2 separate regions of the Solanum lycopersicum genome follow, and region 1 is linked to region 2. Evidence: chromatin contacts called from public HiChIP or PLAC-seq data. All regions are on one chromosome and are shown on one strand. The core of a region is the stretch at or near the end of the contact, and the rest is flanking DNA. Distances in the headings are between cores, read along the strand shown. Region 1 holds the start of LOC101253978 (fatty acid elongase 3-like). Region 2 holds the start of LOC101253669 (probable calcium-binding protein CML41).

Region 1 (6,353 bases), core at 2,022-4,521, 130 kb after region 2:
AACCATTCAACCTCAAGAACGAAATTGCGGATGGAATTCACATAATTGGCGTGTGGGTGAACAAACTCAATACTATGAAAATTTACATACCTCGAAGGAAAGAAATCCTTGACGAAAATCCTCGAATTCGAAGAACGCTTGAACTTTCTCCCTTTTTATCCTCTTGAACTTCTCTCTGAAATCCTAAACGTGATTGTAAATTATAAAAACTAACCCAAATTAGTTTAGACCCTTAAAACTATTGCTAAAAACGTATAAAGTTGTTGGGGTAAGGAAAAGATCAAAATACCTCTCATTAATTCGGGTAAATTTTCATAATTGGACAGGCTGAACTCAAACAGACATATCTCCCTCATCTGAACTAAGATTTAAGCAAAATTGATGGAGTTGGAAAGAGGATTCAGAGATTTTTCATTTGATATTTTATGGGTCACCTAACTCATCTTGTACGGAAAGTTACGACTGTTTGAAGTTGACCCAAAATTTATAATTTAAGGCTAACTCACAAAATTTTCAATTTAGTTCTTTCCAAATTGGTTATTGCTAAAATTAGTTCTTTCTAAGACCAAGGTGTTACACTTCTACTAGAAAAAATATATATATAACTAAGAAGGGTCGTCTCAACAAGTTTAGGCCTAAAACCAAACTTCATAGAGGCCTTTTTTTTTAGAGTTGTCACATATAAATTGACTAATTATAACATACTCAATATAATTCTACAAGTGAAGTCTCGAGAAAGTAGGAAGTACACAGACCTTGTAAAGTAAGAATGTAAACAATGAAAAAATATCTTATAAGGTTAGAATACTAAAATTTGGCTAATTTTTTTAAAAAGCTTAAAATAATGATAGTGAAATACGTGTGTTGAACTTATAAGTTAATATAATGATATTAAAATAGTATTGATTTGTTATAGTACTTGAAACAAAGAGAATATACTAAAAATAAATTTGATCATTTTATAAATATACAACAATAGATTTTGCATAATGCAAAAAATTTAATCGTTTGATAAGGTTTAGAATATTTAAGAGAGAATAGAAATAAAAAAAGTAATAAAAAGATAAATGTAAGAATAATAATGTGAATTCATGATAATCATCCGTATATGAAAAAGTTAACAAAATAGTTAGTAGTATAAGAAATTAAAGGAGGCAACAATTAACTAAACACTACTATTTTTCAATTATTACAATGACCTCTGCATTAAATAAAGTAAATGGTCATTAACTAATTATTATATTTTCTATACAAAAGATTCTTTTCAAATTGAGCAATACATCATATATATTTCATCCATTACATATTAATTGAACTTTTGAGATATTTCACGATCTTTAAACAAAGTAGATTAAAATATAAGTTGAATATAAAATCAAATAATTATTTGTAAAATAAAAAATACCTCAAAACTTTAATTAAAATATGGAGGGTGTATAAAACCGGGACCTAAAAAATTTGAGGTCAAAATAATTGTTTTAATGATCTTAACTAAGCAAACATAATTACTATGTTTACATAATCTAGTAATATGTTATCATAAACTATAGTCGCATTAAATTACATAACTATAATTAGTCTACAAACATACGTATAGACCTGGGTATAAATACGTAAATTTCCTTCATCAGTTTCAAAGAGAAAATGAACAAATAATTGGCTTCACCAAATTCAAATGAAAATGGAAAATAAGTATATATGGAAGAAATTAGAGCACAATTTTTAAGTCAATACGCGTCATCTTTGGAAACTTCAATGGGTCCCTTTATATTTTAATGTCATTTCAATTTAGGGTATGATTTGTAGAAAATAGGTTTTTTTCTTTTGGAATTATTGATAAGGTCTGAATTTTGCTAAAAAGAGAAGGCAGTCCTCTTAAGCAAAGCTAATTTTGCAAAAAAGTTTTGAACACCATAATATCCTCATATTTTTCATTTTAGGACCAAAAATTAATATGTTGAAATCCGAGTTGCAAGAAGATTGAACTAAAATTAATAACTCAAATAAAAAGCAGTTACTGACTTATCACTAATAGATTAGCCCTATTTGTTATCATTTTTTATTTTATATATATTAAGAAATTAAATAAGTTTATTATTTTATTGTTATTTTATGTTTATAATTTGAGTCTTTTTTAATGGATTAAATCGATATTTCAATAGTAAATTATATTTATATCATTTTTTATATAAAGTCATTGAGTAAAGATTTAGTTTCATACTTTTATTTTTAATTCTCTCAAACTCTCGATAATTCTACAAGGTGTCAATATTTATTTTGAGCAAATATGCAATCTTTCAATTCATATGCATAATTTTTTTTATTTGCAAATACTTTGTTTCTAAGTAATTTTTAGTGTCTTTAAATATCAAATTTAAATAATTAAATCGATAACGATCAACAACCAATAAATTGATATCTCAATGATTTTATAACAATCTAACATATTGAAAAACTCATAATCTATAGTCCAATAACTCAAACTAATAAATTTAAAAATAAAATCAAACCGACTGTTGCACAACCCTTAGTTAAAACCAACCTTTCTAATATATAAAAAATAGGAGTGTGCAATAAATCAAATAAAAAGAAGTGATTTTAGTTTATTACAATTAGGTTGACGATTTTTATTAACTTTTATATATATATATATATATATATATATATATATATATATATATATATATATATATATATATATATATATATATATATATTGAGTTATTTGGTAAATAGATAGCTCATTAAGACCATAACAATTTACCACTTTTATTTGTATATAAATGTTATATAACTCTCAATACCTTAAAAGTTACTATCTTTACTTTTATAGCCTTTGATTGACACTTTGCAGTGACTAAGTTCACAATATCACATTATAAAAAACATTAAAACATAAAATAAAAATCTTATTTCTCTTAAATTTTTGTTATATTTGTATAGTTCATTTTATGTTAGTCATTATTGTTTTATATTTAACGACTGTTTGTAAAATTATATTATTGTCTAATAATTATATATTTCTTTTACAACCATTTTTTATTGATTAAATCAAAAAATCAAACAGCAACGAACCAAAATAATAAACGAAAAATTAATAAAATATATATTAAATATTAATTTAACATATTTAAAAATAATATCTAATTTAACATATTTAAAAATAAATAAATTAAATCGATAATCCAATCGACAACACTTGTAAAAAAAAAAATAACAACTCCATTTATTTTGTATTTAAACCGCCCATTTTCATCATCCCAATAATACCATAATGTTTTTTATGCATAAAAAAATCTCATTTTTATTATTCCTATACATGGTATCCCTGGTTCATATATCATATATAAATAAGGGAGTTTGGTAAAGGAGCAGAGGTACAGAAAGCTCTTGGGTTTTGCTCATTCACCGCTATTCCAATTTTGACCTTCTCCTTTTTTCCCCTTCAATTCAATTTATCCATTAGAACCAAACAATACTGATCTTCGCCGGCGTAATTCCGGCCCCGGCAACGGTCCCGGCAGAGAAGATATTTTGTTGTAAAATCAGCTTCGTCCATATGACTGAAACTACGATGATTCAAACCCTACGTTATTACCTCTCTGAACATCCTTCAATCGTCGGATTCCGATGGACTGATAGCCAATCATGGGGCAACACGTGGGTTTTCCTGTTTATTTCGATATCGGCCTACATTATTTTATCAGTTTTCCTCCATCTCTTCCTCCTCCTGGTGTTCCGTCACCGTCGTCCTCTTCCTCTGGGTCCGATCCCTGCTGTTCACTCTCTTTCCATGGCGTTAATCTCGTTTACTATATTCGCCGGAATCCTCCTCTCCGCTGCGGCAGAGATCCGTGATACCCGTTGGTTCTGGCGGAGGTACAAAACGACAGCGTTTCAATGGCTTCTGTGTTTCCCTATCGGTACTCGTCCATCGGGTCGGGTTTTTTTCTGGTCCTACATCTTCTACCTCTCTCGATTCGTTCACAGTTTGCGTACGTTTTTCACCATCCTCCGTCGTCGTAAACTGTCGTTTTATCAGCTATTCAATCACTCCATTTTAATTTTCATGTCATTTTTATGGCTTGAATTCTCCCAATCATTTCAAGTACTTGGTATAATATTAACCACATCAATTTACTCAGTGGTTTATGGTTACAGATTTTGGACTGCTGTTGGATTACCGAGTAAGTGTTTTCATTTTGTGAATCACTGTCAAATTGTGTTGTTGAGTTGTAATGTAATTTGTCATATTGGAGTACTTTTGCTTCATTTGTTAAGAGGGGGATGTAATGGAATTGGTGCTTGGATTCTCAATTCAGTACTCAATGCTGCTATTCTCTTCTTCTTCCTTAATTACTATGTCAAATTGCATTTGGAGAAGAAGAGAAAAATTGGAGCGGATAAACAAAAGGATAATTGACCTCTAGCTAGTACTAATGCTAATAATATATATGTATATTTCTTAAACATTTTTGTAAATTAATTTGTGTATTTCTCTTGAGGTGGATACATGTTTATTTAGTATAATATATAATATATATTAATTTTCATAATTATTACAACTCATCCACTATTTCAATTTTCTTATATTGTTCCAACAACGATTAAATAAACTTCATTTCTATTTCTATCATCTATGGGCTGTTCTATTTGAACGGATAAGGTGGAGGAACATATTTAATCATAATTTATCCATTTTTTATGGTGTTGTCGGTAGATGAGTTTTTGATTTGTTTAAATCATATGGTACTAAAGTAGTTGATGTTTATGACAGTTTTATATTAATACAACTTAAAAGAATGAAGAGCCAATAAAGGAATTGACTATAAAATATAGTAATTCATGATGACTCAAGAAAAAAAAAGGAGCTTGACTTTGTCATTTTTTTTTGTTTTGTCGTTTGAAATTTCGACTAAATTTGAGTGGCGCTCCACAAGATCTATTCAGAAATGAAGCTTTTAGTATGATTTTTTTCATATTCAATACTAAAACTTGAAAGTAATAAATGAGAGAAACACTTTCACTAGTGTATCACAATCCATATCGATGACGGGTTAACTTGCTAGTTGCTTAGTCATTTTATTGGTGCTCACCAAGAATGTTGACCTAAATAACATGGGCTATGACTTTCTACATTGTTACTCAAAGAATAGGTGGCTGGATTTTGTTCTGAAGGACAAATTATATGTAGATTTGTTTGGGCCAAACGTGTTTTTTTAATAATAGTAAATAATTATTTTTTAAAACTAAGATATTTGATCGAGCTTCTTGAAAAAAAATAGGAAAAAAATTTGAAAGATATTTTAATTTTGGTTAAAACTTTATACCTTTACCTTTAAAATATACTATTAAATAGTGGAAAGAGTAAAATTTTTTTATAAAATTTAATTTTGTGTCAGCCCTTTTGATCTAAGTTTAAATATATTTGAGGTCTTTTTTCAAAAAAATATATAGGACTTTTTGAATACTAACCAAAAAGAAGGTTCATTAGTAGTACTATTTTTGAAGATAGGGGTACCACAAATAAAAGAAAAAAATAGCTAAAAAGAGTCTGCTTCCTTTCCTTTATGATCTCTTTCTTAGAAAAGATATCACTTTTTGAATCATAGCCAAGCACAAATTCTACTTAACACATGGATATAAAATGCATTTTAAATTCATAACTCAAATAGAAAACACTACTCTCTAAAAGTAATTTTTTTTTCTTTTAACAAAAAATTACTCCTCATAAAAAAAATGATTTTCAAAACAAGTAAATATAATTAAAAGTTTGATCTTCTTAGGTTTCTTCTAAGATTGATTTCTTTCCCATTTCTTTTAGGGTTAGTTGCAGAATATAGCGAATCATCATTATTCATTGGCTAGGTGAGTGAAAATCGTTGAATTCTTCTCGTATCTAACTATATATAATAGGAGAGAAACAACAAGAACATACGTATAGCAGTCACAATTAATTTTGAAATTTTAGTATTTAAAAAATAAGTTTGAATATTAAAAAAAACATGTCAGCAATAAAAAAATAACCGATTTTAGATTCTTTAATATTTGATTATAAAATTTGTCTATATATAATAGAAGAGGAAAAAATAACATACGTGTCAGCGCCATAAATAATCTTGAAATTTTAGTATTTAGAAAATCAAATTTAAAAAATAAATATGTTTTTAAATAAAAAACACATGCAAACAATAAAGAAATAATCGATTTTAGATTCTTTAATATTTAATTTAGAACTAAGTAACAATTAAGAAGTTTTAGAAAAAATAGAAATAAATTTTATCCACTATTACACATTGCCAGAAGTTTCAGAAGATACAAAAATAGGGTGTGTGATTCCTTTTTTTAGGGGA
Region 2 (6,543 bases), core at 3,359-5,858:
TATTTGTCAATGCAACCGATGTGCTAATATAAATCCTTAATGTAGCATAAACAGTACAAGCTTTGATCGATTTCCTTATTACCTTCAGAGAATTGCTATGTGGATGGTAATAACCATCTTCCTTTCTGCATCTTATTACCTGCATTGACTTAGCTTCTTCTTTTTTTTTGAATTTGACTTAGCTTCTTCTTCCAGGCTGAAATTGTTGACTTCTTACAAAAATCTGAATATTGGAAGAGGTCCGCTGGTCGAGATCATGTGATACCAATGCAACATCCAAATGCTTTCAAACATTACCGGGATAAGGTAAATGCTGCTATCTTCGTCGTAGCAGATTTTGGTCGGCCTTCTCCATCTGTGTCTAATTTGAGGAAAGATGTTGTGGCCCCATATGGACATGTGGTTGCAACTTTTGAAGCTGATGACTTCTCAGACCCATATGATTCTCGCACAACACTCCTTTTCTTCCGGGGGAAGACAAAGAGAAAAGCTGTATGTTTATATAATTTCTAAATAAATCAGTTATATTTTTTTCTAACAAAAATTGTTTCTAAATCTTATTCGTATTGCAGGAAGGGAAAGACCGTAAGCGGCTGGAAAAAATATTAAGTGGTCAAAAGGATGTTGTTTTTGAAGCAAATGGAGTCACCGAGGGAGGTGTAAATGCAGTAAGTAATTTTGTAGTATCTCCTCTTAAATCATGTATAACATCTATCAGATCCCTCTGTGGAATAATGGCTTAAATTATCGACCTTCATTTTTCTTCTTTATTGTCAGCTTTTGCCTTAGTTTAACAGTTGAGTTTTTGTGAATAGTCCACGTAACCTGTTATTTGTTTAATTTACTTGAAGAAAAGTAAAGTCAACTTGAAATTCACCTCCCCTTTTCCTTCTCTTATTGTGTTGTCTTTTCCTTACTGTGATAGTTTATTCTTCTATGTCAGTCTACCAAGGGGATGCGTTCGTCAAAGTTTTGTCTAGATCCAGCAGGGGATACCCCATCATCTTGCCGCCTTTTTGATGCTATAGTTAGTCATTGTGTCCCTATAATTGTGAGTGACAAAATTGAGCTACCTTATGAGGATGAAATAGACTACAACAAGTTCTCTATCTTCTTCTCACGTGAGGATGCAAAGAAAGAAGGCTACATACTTGATCAGCTCAAGAGAATTTCTAAAACAAAATGGCTTGAAATGTGGAGATATCTTAAGAACATTACACATCATTTTGAGTACCAGTACCCTCCGAAGAATGGCGATGCTGTAAGCATGCTATGGAGGCAAGTGAAGCACAAGCTTCCTGCTGTAAAACTTGCTGTACATAGAAACCGGAGGCTTAAAGTGCCAGATTGGTGGAGATAGCTTTTGAAGCTTCAATTAGGTGATACTTGTGAGTGGTGTTTACACACACACTTAATAGTGTTAGAATAGGAATAGGAACAAGAACAATATATAGAATCAAAACTTTTTTACTGGGAGGTTCAGGGATCAATTTCTACTGAATACATTTTTCCTTATTTATTTTTTCCAGTAACAACAAAGATTCCTAAAGTAAATAATCTATGCATAACAATATTCACAGTACAAATAATTATTGCATTCTTCTTCCTATTCCTATTGTGTATGAAAGTATGATTCTCATTCTGATTCATTCAAGGCGTTGATAAAAGCGTCCTTGAGATGAGCGTTTGTAGCAGCTACACGTCGAGCTGTTAGGTCAAATTCGGAACCAGATGGATCAAGAACGAGTCCTCCAGCTTCTATGACTATGAGAGCACCAGCTGCGACATCCCACGGACCACCAAATTCAATTTCATAGAAGAGATCAAGCCTTCCACACGCCACTCCACATAGATTTAATGCACAAGAACCAGACATCCTGAGGGACCTAACCTTGAAAATCACTCTATTAATTCTTCCTGTAGTAGCATCTACAATTGCCTTATCCCTGTTTGTTCCAACCTCTGTAGCAACAAGAGCTTTTACAAGTTGAGACTCTGAAGATACTCTGATGGACTTCCCATTAAGAAAAGCACCTCTCCCATAGATTGCAGTGAAAAGCTCGTCGATGATTGGGTTGTAAACAACACCAACCACTGGTTTCTTTTCAATTGTGAGACCGATAGATACACAAACAAAAGGGAAGCCATGCACAAAGTTAGTAGTTCCATCAAGTGGATCAACTATCCAAGTTGGTTCATCAGTAAGCTCAAAATTTCCAGAAGCAGCAGCAGTTGTTTCTTCACCAATGAACTTATGACTAGGAAAACATTGCTTCAGATGATTAAAAATTAAAACTTCACATGCCTTATCAGTCTCTGTCACTAAATCAACAACTCCTTTGTGCTCAATATGCTTACTCTTGTAGAATCCATGACGAATTATCTCTCCGGCTTTCTTAGCTGCTTCAATTGCAACATCAACAAACTCTTCCATCTTGTTTTAATTTACTATTGAATTGCCTAACAAAAATATTACTATTGAATTGTGTCTTTACATAATTCCTACTTATAGACACTCTAGTATCCTTTTTCAGGTTGGGTTATATATACTAATCCTTTTCAAAGTTGGATTTTATATACTACTGCTTTTTCAAGTAGAATTTTATATACCCTTCTTTTTCTTATTTCTATTCTAACAGGATTTAATTACATGTTTATAACTATGAGAAATTATCTAAATTTTGTTTTTTATTAATAAGAGCACTCAACTTTAAATTTTTATCTTAAAAAATCTATTATTTACATTTATCGATAAAATAATTTTTAAATGACAAATTAAATTATTTTCAAGTCGTATAATCATGGACTCTACTCCGATTTTTTTTCCCCCTCTCTAGCTCTATGCCATCAGTTTGAAAACGTATCGCCCAAATTTCAAACAAATTCGATCGGAAACGACGTCTTGTTCAGAGAAAATGAATTACTCAGATTTTTGCTAACTTTCTTGGCATCTGTATTTTCGTACTTTGTTGTTTCTTATATATGCAGTGGCTGATCCTAATTATTCATGTGGCTAATTGATGCCAAGCATCCTGTGTATTATGGGGTCTAATTTACCGTTCCTTTTCGGTTTCATAGAGTTGAGATTTAAGTTACTTTTGAAATTAATAGATTTTATAACTTTATTTATCTGTGGAGTTCATAATTATAATTATATGACATAAAAAATAATTTAAATTGTCATCTAAAATTTGTTTAAATGGAAAAATGTATATATTTAAGTTGAGTGATTTTATTGATATAAAATAAAATTTAATTACTTTGTTACATAATTTCCTATAGTTTATTGACCTTTTAAGATATTAAGTCGTCATAGTTTTTGATAAGGAACTCTATAATGTGACTTTTGGGTTTGTTTTCAGTTTTAATAACCGCAATTACTGCCTGATGAATTAAGTGAAGAGTCTAATTTGTATAAGAAATTAAACTTTCAGCGAGACATACAAAGAAAGTAAGAAAACTTTAGTTCAAACTACTGTTAAGGAGACTCATATATTTCAAACTCTAGCTATTTATGAAATCTACCCAATAAATTAAATCTTGTTGTTCTATCGCTAGAAAAAGTGCTGCTGATACATCGCACAAGAACAAGAACCACAAAAAGAATAATTCTAATTTATCATCAATAGATGTATCCAAAAATAATATTTTGAAGGATTTAAAACAAAATATGTTACAAAACTACAATCATAAGAAGAACAATTAATTATAGACAAGCCGAGTCCTGAGATTTTCTTTACTTTTTGTTGTCTCAGCCATTCAATATCATGCTCTTATTTATTTTTGTATATATTTGTTCTACTTTCATTTTATTTATTTTTTTCTGATTAAGTCGTCATCATTTGGCGAAATTCATGATAATCAAGTTCCCCATTACCATCAATGTCATATACTTTGATCATAGTAACACATTCGTCGTAAGATTTTGAATCCCCTAAACGACTCAAAACTCTCTGTAAACTTTTAGGTGTAATCCGACCACAACCTTTTTCAACTTCATACATTTCAAATGCTGACTTTAACGATTCATCCTCTTCACTACTTCCTTCTTTTTGCATCAACAACTTCTTAAAATCATCAAAATCTATGAAATTATCACCATCCCTATCGAGTTCATCTACGATTTCTTGAGCATCTTCATGTGACATATGTTCTCCTATGGATCCAAAATAAGCTCTTAGCTCGAAAGCCGATATTTTACCTATTACAAAATTAATGTAAGAAGAGAACAAAACAAAATTAATGTAACAATAGAAAGAAAAAAAAAACTCAAAAATTAAATTTAGATGATATATATTGCAACTACATTAAAAAAAATTACCATCGTTATCGGTGTCAAAATGACGAAATACTTCTCTAAATTCGTCTTCTCTAGATGAATTTCGTCGCGATATATGTGATGATTTTGGAGTTCTTGGTGAACTTTGGCTTGAATTTGAAGACTTTGATCGAAGCCTAGGTAAGATTACTCTAAGGTTTTTATAATGTGAAGAGAAACTAAAAGATTTTGATGATCTAATTAATTCCATGAATAAATGGATATTGATAGTTTATAATTATTAATATGTAGATTCTCAACCCAAAGTGAAGTAGAAGTAATTGGTTTGTTGCTTCCTAGTTGTGACAATATATATAGACCAAAAAGTGCTTAGCTGTATTGAGATTTGAACTACACCACTAAAAGTTGAAAAGTCACTTATGTAATATACTATGAAAGTTCCAACTAATTCCAATTGTACTTTCAAAATGTATAAGTGGGCGTTTGTTTTATTATATAATAATTCAATATGAGTCCTTATCCCCTTTCAGATACATTTCTCCCATTATAAATCATGTTCATAATCATGTATCCGATAATAGAGGATTTATCCGACACAACAACATTATAGAGTCAAATGTATCCGACGACAACGGAGGAGTGTATTCTATGCAACAGAATCAATAAAGGCCAATGTATTCGACATCAAAGGGATGTGTTGGACGCAACAACAAAGTAGAGACAATGTATCCGACAGCAGAGAAATGTATCCGACGCAACATAAACTTAAGTAATGTATCATTGGCAATGTATTGGACAACCATCTAAGAGCAATGAAAAATTAGAAATTTTTGTTATTGAAAAAACTTTTAGGATATATAAGATAATTAGCCCCGTATATATGAGATTTATGTATTTTATACTATAAACAAATTAGCTACTGTTATTAATCCCCGCATAAATTATATAAAAATATGTATTTTCTTTTTGGTGAAGATGGAATCTCGAGTAACAAAACGCGTATTAAAAACATATGGATAAGAGTAACAACAATAAAAATTCTTGAAGCAAATAATTTGCATAAAACTTCATCATATGTATCCACCACATAACAATATTCACCATGCATATAATTCTTGCATTTAATTTATACATGAAAAAACAGCCCCTTGGGCAATAGAGGATATCTGTTAGGACCGCAAAATAAGCAGGTGTATATGCGGAAGTTAGCAAATTCAAACCTCGAAAGACCACAAGTAAGAAGACAACGAGAAATTTACCAAAAGGCACAAAGATTTAATGTGGTTCGGTCAATCGATCTACGTCCACAAAGGAGATGAGCAATCCACTATAAATATGAGAGTACAAAATACAGAGAGAAACAACCTCTACCAATTCATTCACAGTACATGGGAGGTTCACACAAGTGATAACGTATCAAGCTTGTGACTCATAAATTCTCCCCCTAACCAAAACTCTCAAAACCTTTAAGATTACATTGTGAATGTTGATTAAGTTAGAAGAAACATGCCTTTATTTATAGAGTCTTAACCCTTTGTGGTAAGAAATCAAACAAATAAAACCCAACAATATATGGGGGTTCACAAAAATTTAGTAGCCTTGCCTTCGACATCTATCATGGCGTGACAGACAGTATGTACAAGGTTTATATATTTATGTTTTGTAGATATGTTAGAATATCTATTGAATTTCTATAAATATTTAATTGTGAATTTGACAAATAATGTTTGTCCATATAATTTGTCATTATTTGACAAATATTTTTGGCAAATATCCCAAATTTCCAAATATTAGTTTTTTCTAGTATTTGAGCCAAATATCATTATTTGGGATATTTTAAAAATTAAAATTTTACCCCAATCTTTTATCTTTTACAAAAACACCCTCTCTAGTATTTGCTTGCGTTGTATGATATCATTTTTTACGTGAACACCAAAATAGTGATGAAATATTTAGTGAATATTAAATAATGATATGATTGTTGATGAAAATTATTAAAAATTGGCTAGGTAACAAAGTCATGTACTTTATCTACTTCACGATGAATGGAATAATTCTTGTTGCACTCACTCCAAATTACCACATTGCTTCAGTGTCATGGACATTATTTGTTATTGTTGTAACTAACATTCAATTGACTTGTAATACAAACTTTTAGTTAGTTTTGATAGTTTTTAAAACTTGTGTGTATAAATCATATTTTTCTAAAAAAGTGAAATATATTTTCCAAATTTTATGGCCAAACACATGGTGAAATTTCACCC

The links. HiChIP or PLAC-seq counts read pairs in DNA pulled down with a chosen protein or histone mark.
Region 1: an RNA polymerase II HiChIP or PLAC-seq map of leaf shows a contact between it and region 2, with 2.9 times the contacts expected there. The contact joins the promoter of LOC101253978 here to the promoter of LOC101253669 in region 2. A contact is called at or near these places in 1 of 1 promoter capture datasets (leaf), 3 of 8 Hi-C or Micro-C datasets (all in leaf) and 1 of 1 datasets of contacts at active chromatin or transcription factors (leaf).

Annotation. Positions count from the first base shown.
Region 1 is chr3:11,977,578-11,983,930 of SLM_r2.1, forward strand. It overlaps LOC101253978 (fatty acid elongase 3-like), which reads left to right and starts at 3,272. Exons shown (of 1, transcript XM_004234635.5): 1 at 3,272-4,556. The coding sequence starts at 3,560. The coding sequence ends at 4,423.
Region 2 is chr3:11,848,049-11,854,591 of SLM_r2.1, forward strand. It overlaps LOC101253669 (probable calcium-binding protein CML41), which reads right to left and starts at 4,609. Exons shown (of 2, transcript XM_004234634.4): 1 at 4,322-4,609; 2 at 3,593-4,201. The coding sequence starts at 4,529. The coding sequence ends at 3,828. It overlaps IMP2 (myo-inositol monophosphatase 2), which reads right to left and starts at 2,434. Exons shown (of 1, transcript NM_001246914.1): 1 at 1,206-2,434. The coding sequence starts at 2,434. The coding sequence ends at 1,637. LOC101253361 (probable arabinosyltransferase ARAD1) reads left to right here. Exons shown (of 4, transcript XM_004234633.5): 2 at 196-492; 3 at 573-668; 4 at 944-1,589. The coding sequence ends at 1,360.